Regions from separate parts of the Mus musculus genome. Here region 1 is linked to region 2. The links are chromatin contacts, called in public Hi-C maps. All regions are on one chromosome and are shown on one strand. Each heading gives the region's core, a stretch centred on a gene start, on an enhancer-like site or on the middle of the called end of the contact. The rest is flanking DNA. Distances are from core to core; before and after follow the strand shown. Region 1 overlaps Itpr2 (inositol 1,4,5-triphosphate receptor 2). Region 2 has its middle 13 kb from the start of Gm38927.

Region 1 (3,616 bases), core at 422-2,921, 300 kb after region 2:
CAGAGCCATCTCTTGGAGCCATGTATGGCTCTGGCACTACATCACACTTGGAAATTAGATTCTCGGAGATGCCTGCACTTTGGCCCAGTTTGTGGCTTCTGTAGGAAGACTGTGAATGCATAGCTACTTCTGAGCTGACAGGTCTCTTTAGTGGCCTCACAAATAGGATTTATTAGAATTTAAAATTTGTCATCAGAATGGAAAAGGGATTGTGTCACCAGTGTTTGCAGCCAAGACTTCCTAGGCCCCATGCAACTCACTTTTTTCTCCTGCTCCCCAGCCAGAGTGCCTTACTGGGCAGGCGAGGGCACTTCTCTGGCTCAGTTTTACTGGAATTGGCCTCATCTTTGTGTGATCCCCATCAATATTTTATAAAAGACATTGTAGTTAGTGCTTCAAAAGTTAATATTTTGCAGGCCTGGAGAGATGGCTCAGCAGTTAAGAGCATTTGCTGATCTTCCAGGAGACCCTGGATCAGTTCCCAGGTGCTCATTTGGTGGCTGATAAACACCTGTAACTCCAGTTCCAAGGGAGTTGACATCCTCTCCTGAGCTCATAGTCACCAGGCACACATTCAATGCTAGACATATATGCTGATAAGACATCCATACACATAGAATGAGTTTTTAAATTAATGTTTCAGTCTTTTCTTTCTTCTTTCCTTCCTTTTTAAAATAATTAGCATGCTTGTTTATCCCACACAGTGCCATGAGCCTCACATTTGGCTGAGTTGGACACTGGGTAGATGGGCTAAAGCCCTCTTGTCTGCTCAGCATCATCTAGCAAAAGGCTAAGGCTTGGTCCTTGACCTGCTCAGTATCATCACAGAGAAGGCTATGTCTTGGTCCCTCATCAGAGCGTATAGATTCTATTGCACATGGAACTCCTCTTTTCCGCTCTTCAGAATAACCTTTACTCCCACCTTGCCCCATTGCCTCCTAATTCCTTTTCGGTTCCCTTAAAGATCTGGTGAAGACTCCGTGATGACCCAGCTTGTCACCATATAGGTGGCAACAGTTACCAACGAGTTCAGGAATAATGATAACTTTATTATGGTGACCTAAGATACAGTTATATTTAGGGCAGCTTGATATAAAGTCTCTTCCTTTTCCCTTCCTTTCCATTTTTCTTCTCCTTTTCCCCCCTTTCCTTCCTTCTTTCCTGTATACTCTGGGGGCCCAAACCTAGGGCTTCATACACGCTTGGCAGAACACCCCTAAACTACCATTATGGGATTCTTTGAGTAGCAGATTCATTAGGCACACTGAAAGGAAGATTTGCCTTGCAAAACGAACTATATTATGTGCAACATTTTAATAAGACCAGTGTGTAAACAAAACAAACTATTTTAATGTACACCATCAGATTAAGCAATAAAGTTAGAAAGAACTTACCAAAGAGACTTCCACTTTCTTGCAAAGTGGGGTTTCACAGGGCACACATAGTTGATGTCACATACAATGTAAACCTTCTACCTACCAACCCACTTGAAACAGAACCTCCTGTCCCTCCTGTTATCCCCATTTGCTTTAGTGGCAGCCTATTGTATAGGATCTCAGTGTGTTGTGATGGCTGTAGAAAGGGCATGTGACCTTAGTTACTGTTGTTCCAGGGCAGGTGCCCAACATAATGCAAGTCATGTGGTTGGTAAACAAGTGACTGGATGAACTAGGTTTCACAACAAGGCCAAGGCAGGTTCAATGATTTCCAGTAACCTCAGAGCTAGCACATGGTATGGCCAAGATGCTCGTCCTCCTGGCCTCATCTACTTGCTAGCAGGAACCTGTGCTGAATAACAAGGTCACAGCAACACATCCCCGACTGTTCCACTAAACATGCACATCACACAGCCAGCCAGTTAGCTCCCCCGCGCCCAACCTCTGCTCATTAAGCAACTTTCTGGATGTATCCTGGCTCCTCAGAGGCGGGAAATACAATGGCCGGCTGTGTACTAGCTGGAAATGATCACTTGCCTTGCTGAATCAAGGACACTCTGGCATCTCTACATGCTGCTTTCCAAGTCTGGCTAGGGGATGCCTATCCATTTCATTCTGTGTGCCCGATAGCATCTAGGATCAGAGCTGGCAAGGGCTGGCACGAGATCTGCACTCTGTCACCTGAGAGAGCCTGTGGCATGGTGCTGTTCCAGAGAGGCCATCTGTCGCTTTGCGAGGCGGCCTCCCTGGGTGGTACCTGGGTATCACTGTGTTCTATTTTTAGCAAGGCAGTGCTCTGACTACAGATATCTGGTGTCGCTTGGGAGTGATAGTGAGGAGTGTGAATTGTGAGCTGAGGCACACAGAGATCAACCTGACTTAGTGTGAACACAAGGGCACGCCACAGCTTTATTTCAGGTCTCTCTGACAAGGTTCACACGGGCTCTTTTTAAGCCAGACAAACCATCTTCATGCCAGTGAGAGGAACTCAGAATACCACCACCACCACAAAAAATGAGATGTAACTAGAAACTTGATAAGAGCCAAAGCATGGGTAGCTAAAATGTTTTTACTTGTGTAGAACATGGAATATCCCCAATGCATGCAGAGCTTTAAGAAGTGGCTGCTGAAGCTTTAATAAGATGAATCTTTTATTTTATGAAAGTCAAAGCCATTTTTACTTATATTTTTCCTTTTTTTCCTCTTTATGTGTATGGTATATACCTGTGCAGCATGCACATGTGTAAGCTCGTGTGTGTGTGTATGTGTGTGTGTGTACTGGTGCACACAAGCAGGTACACCCTACGTTGAATGTTAAATCTACCTCTATTGCTTTTCCACCTTATGTTTTAAGGCAAGATCTCTTAAACCCAGAGCTCACTGATGCGAGCTGTCCTTCCTAGCCTGCATGGTCCATGTCTCCATCTCTTGAGGCTGAAAATTGCAGGTGGGCCACCTGGGTCAGGATGCCCACATATCATTTACATGAATTCTGGGGATCTGAATTCAGATCTTCTTGTTTTGGTGGTGAGTGATTTAACTACTGAGCCATCTCCCCATCTCTCAGACTTACGTTTTTTTCAATGTCATACTTCATCCTCAAAGTCAGGACAAAAGGAGATGCTTGTTAAGTAAATGCCTCAAACTAACATGTCGAGCTGCTTGCTCTTGTTTACCTCCATATGTAAATTTATAATGTTTTATGTCTTAAAATAAAATTTTGTTTCAGTGTCTTATTACTTAGTTTCTACTACTGTGCCAAAATACCACAGCCAAGGCAACTTATAAAAGAAAGCATTTAATATGGTTTATGGGAATAGATTCAGTCTTTCTGAATTATCAAAGCCCACCCTAGTGACGCACCTTCTCCAATAAGGCCACACCTTCTAATCCTTCCCAAACAGTTCCACCAATCAGGGGCCAAGTATTTAAATATATGAACCTCTGGGGACCATTCTCATTGAAACCAACCCACATGTGCTTGTTCTAGAAATTAAGATGTAATAAAGAATTGCCTTGTGTGTGTGTGTGTGCATGCTCGTGCATGGGGGTGTACAAGTGTGTGGGTAGGAGTTCACGTAGGTGTGTGCACACAAGAGGTCACCTTGAGCCATCATTCCTCAGGTGCCATCTGCCTTGGGTTTGGATTTTGTTTTGAGACAGTGTCCCCCATTGGCCTA
Region 2 (3,810 bases), core at 994-3,493:
TGTGAGGCCTGTGTGAGAGATAGGAGACAGTGTTTCTGGATCCTAAGAGTGTCCCCCCGGCTCACATGTAGACAGGTGCAGGTAGTCAGAGGTGGGGCCTCTGGGGTTGACTGACTGTGGGGCTGACAAATCCATATATGAATGGGCTACTGGGAGGCTTTGGAAACTTTAGAAGGTGGGAGAAAGTAGGTGGCTGGAGGCATAGATTGATGAGGTGTATTTTGCCACCATCTCTTCCCCTTGTTACCATGAGAACAGCCTGATGTTATGCTGTTCAGTCTTGACGCTGGCCTATAAGCAAGCACAAACTGAAACTGCAGGAGCTGTGAGTCAGACATGAAACCTTTCCTTGCAAGTTGTTTCTCTCGGGAAGTTTGTTGTCATGATAGAAAACCAATGTTCAGGGCCAAGCAGTTAGGCAAAGTAGAATTCCCCCTAACTCTTCCTGTTTCTGTTCAGACATTCAAAATATTAAATGGCGGCCATCTGCGATGGAGAGAACCACCAACCCAAATGCTACAACCGGGAGGGCTCTCCCAGACACACTTGGAGAAGCCGGTTGCCCGTGAGCCAGTCAAGATGACTAAACTGCACAGGGAAGGGAAACAGAGCAGGGAGAGAGTGATTTCCGAGTGAATGAGCTGATGGCAATCAGCGTCATTTATCAAGAACCAACTAAATGAGCCTCAGCCTTTGGAGACGACACGGGAAGCCAAGATGGGACTTTTACAAACAAACAAAACAATCAAATTGTGCCTGTTGTGTGGCTAATCTCGGTTGTCAGTTTGATGAGCTCTAGACTCCTCTGTGAGACGAACCTCTGGGTGGGTTTGAGGAGGCTATCTTGATTCTACTACAAAGTACTAAAAGATCTGCCCACCAATGGCGCCATTCCCTCCATTCGAGTCTCAGACTGAATACAAAGAAGAAAGGCAGCTGAGCCCAGACACCCACCATTCTGCTTCCTGATTGCTGCACTGTGACCAGCCACCTCAAGCTCCGGATGGACTGCACCCTGGAACTGTGAGACAAGACAAACCCTTCCAAAGCTGCTTTCCTTGGGACAGCAGATGACTCGGTTCTTGTTTTCTGTATGTTACTTGTATTGTATGTACTGTATGTTACTGTATGGTACCAAACTCAGTGGGAAGGAGACAGCTCCACCCCACACCCTCAGCCCTGCTCCCTGCGTTCACAGCAATCCTCAGGGCTCTATCCACTGCACACATGCGTGCCCAGTGAGTCTTTGATAAAATTAGCTACAGTTTTTCCATGAATATCCTCCTTGCTCATATAGGGTACGTGGAGTTATGCTTGCTAGGAAGTTAAGCTGAACAAACCCTGGAGCTTTTCTCTTCTCGATAACCAGTGAACTTTGACGGTGACCTCCCATTTGCCTCAGTGTGTCTGAGCTAAAGAGTCTTTTGGGCTTCTATGTAGTAGGGGACTCTGCAGTAAAATGCGGGCATGGTGGTGTACATTGTTAAATCCAGGCACTTAGCAAGCACGGACAGGCAGATCTCAAGAGTAGGCAAGCCTGATCTACATTGTGTCCAGCCCCACTAAATAAATAAATAAATAAATAAATAAATAAATAAATAAATAAATAAAACTATGGCAAGCATTTAGTCACTTTTCCTCCACCCGAACGTGGTGACACTACTTGAGCTAGAACACACTCAGGGTGTTGTGGAGTCCAGGACATAGTCTTATGGCTCCAGCCACAGAGTGAGTTCCTCTATTCCTGCCCCTGCCTGGCACGTGAATAACTTCTGACCATTAGCTGGACAGGGACAAAACCCCCACCGCCCTGTCCCAGCCAGCTACAGTCAGTATTCCTGTTTTGAACGGATGGACACCAAGCGAAGGGCATCAACTATTGATTGTATTTCATGGAACAGACTCGGCTCCCTGGGATCCGGGTCACAGACACACAACCTCTACCCCTAGGCAAGGCCCTCAGAAGGCCCTGCTCTGGCGTCACTAGTCACCTGCCACCATCACAGGACTCTTCATCATCCCATCTGTACTTTGTAAAGGAAGTCTCTTGGGACACAGGGCCATGAGCAAGAGCAGAGGTGACCTTCGTGACCAGCACACATCTGCTATTCCTTACTTCTTGTCTACATGCCGAATTCTCGATGTCCCAGTACCACAGAACAGCAGGCTTCAGGGGTGAGGTCACTGTGGGAAAGCCATCGGCTCCCATAGAACCTGGACTCACAGTGACACAACACCCTGGCCCGGGAAACAGGAGGCTGAGAGGTCCTGACATGCCCTCCATTACTCCCATCTCTTTGCCAGCCATGTATGCTGAAGCTATCGAGCGAGGCCAAAGGTGACGGGGGTGGAGCCCCCTCTGGCCCACTTCTCTCTGCTTGTCATGAGAGTTCATTTGCTGTTCTTTTCACATTGATTGGCACTATATAAGATGGGTAAATTGATTTAATATTTAATTTTTTTTCCTAGATTCGCATTTGAAACTGCCAATATTAAAACGTGGCGAGCAGAGAGAAGTCAGGGCAATTCATACTGTCACTGTCACAATTTCCTTTTCTGTCAGCACTGAGTCCTGTAAACTACATGGCTGACTAGAACTGGAAAAAAAGCTAGGAGGGAGAGAGGGAGAGAGAGAGGGAGAGGGAGAGGGAGAGGGAGAGGGGAGAGGAGGGAGAGAGGGAGAGGGAGAGGGAGGAGAACAGAAAGAAACAGAGAGGAGAGACAGGCAGGCAGGCAGGCAGGCAGAGCGACAGACAGATTTAACAGCCATTCCTCTCAGAAATTGTTGGAAAAGTGTTCTAAGTACTCATTCTGAAAGACTAAGACATTGTAAATGTCTCCATTATTTTTATTACTTCATTTATTTTCCATTCATAAGGTTCCCTGGGTGATTCAAGAACTCAGTGCCTGCAGTAGCTAATAACTATACACTAGGGGGCAGCAGCCACCGCCAGTCTACTGGCCGGTGCTGCGAAGCTAGGTGAACCGATCGGAGCAAAGGCGGGCCTCCATACCCAGGAAGGGAACTGCTTGCAAGAATCATTGATTCTGAAAGAGGATGTTCTTCTTATGCCAAGGACCTAAATGGGTCCTTTACCAGTGAAGAAACAGCAGTGAGCGTGTTTTATAGGCTAATATGTCACTGAGTGTCTCTGAGGCAACGGGACGTCACATTTTGTAGAATCTTCAAATGTAAAATTAGTGTTTCTGTAAGGTCTTGTAGTAATTGGTGGTTTCTTTCTTTTCTTTTTTTTTTTTTTAACCTACTATGAATTTGACCCATGCTGCAGAGGTCACTATAATCAAGTGTGAACACTTTGTAGTAGAGGCTTTGAGGGACACTGCCAGGGTTAGGGTGACAGACACCGACTGGCTGGGAACACTGGAGCGTCAGAGTGTCACATGAGAATGTTTACAAAGGCAGGGCTGTCTGTTACTTCCCTGGTTGCTATGACAAAATGTCTGGCAAGAGCAACTTATGGAAGGCAAGGCGGGTCGAGAGTCTGTCACGGTGGGGTGGGGTGGGCACGGAGCGTATGAGCTACTGTTCGCACTGTATCTGCAGTCAGGAATCTGAGCCAGATGAACGCTGATGCTCAGCACACTTCCTTCTTTTTATCTGGTCTAGGACCCAGAGCACAGCATGGTGCTAACCATGGTTGAGGTGAGTCTACCCCTTAACGCTACCCAGAAACTCCCTTACAGACACACCCAGAAGTCTATCTCCCAGATCCTGTAAAGATGGCAATATTAACCACCACAGGGGGTTACTTACAAAGCTAGGGCAGAGGGCAGCATCACCCAGGGCTC

The links. A called contact is a pair of places that touch in the nucleus more often than the background predicts.
Region 1: a contact with region 2 is called in a Hi-C map of liver, with 4 times the contacts expected there. The contact joins two enhancer-like sites. A contact is called at or near these places in 3 of 39 promoter capture datasets (the C10 cell line, cranial neural crest and embryonic stem cells), 1 of 15 datasets of contacts at CTCF or cohesin (pro-B cells), 4 of 484 Hi-C or Micro-C datasets (the C2C12 cell line, bone marrow-derived macrophages and liver) and 2 of 115 datasets of contacts at active chromatin or transcription factors (hepatocytes and neural progenitor cells).

The regions. Positions count from the first base shown.
Region 1 is chr6:146,125,375-146,128,990 of GRCm38.p6, forward strand. The region is part of intron 55 of Itpr2 (inositol 1,4,5-triphosphate receptor 2); the gene reads right to left. Among named protein-coding and RNA genes, the nearest start is that of Gm35768, 17 kb to the right of the region's middle. Within about 2 kb of position 1,672, at least 29 of the 459 cell types and tissues checked have an H3K27ac peak or open chromatin away from gene starts, as enhancers often do. A contact at or near this core is called in hepatocytes and liver, where this site is marked.
Region 2 is chr6:145,827,353-145,831,162 of GRCm38.p6, forward strand. No RefSeq gene overlaps it. Among named protein-coding and RNA genes, the nearest start is that of Gm38927, 13 kb to the right of the region's middle. Within about 2 kb of position 2,244, at least 30 of the 459 cell types and tissues checked have an H3K27ac peak or open chromatin away from gene starts, as enhancers often do. A contact at or near this core is called in hepatocytes and liver, where this site is marked.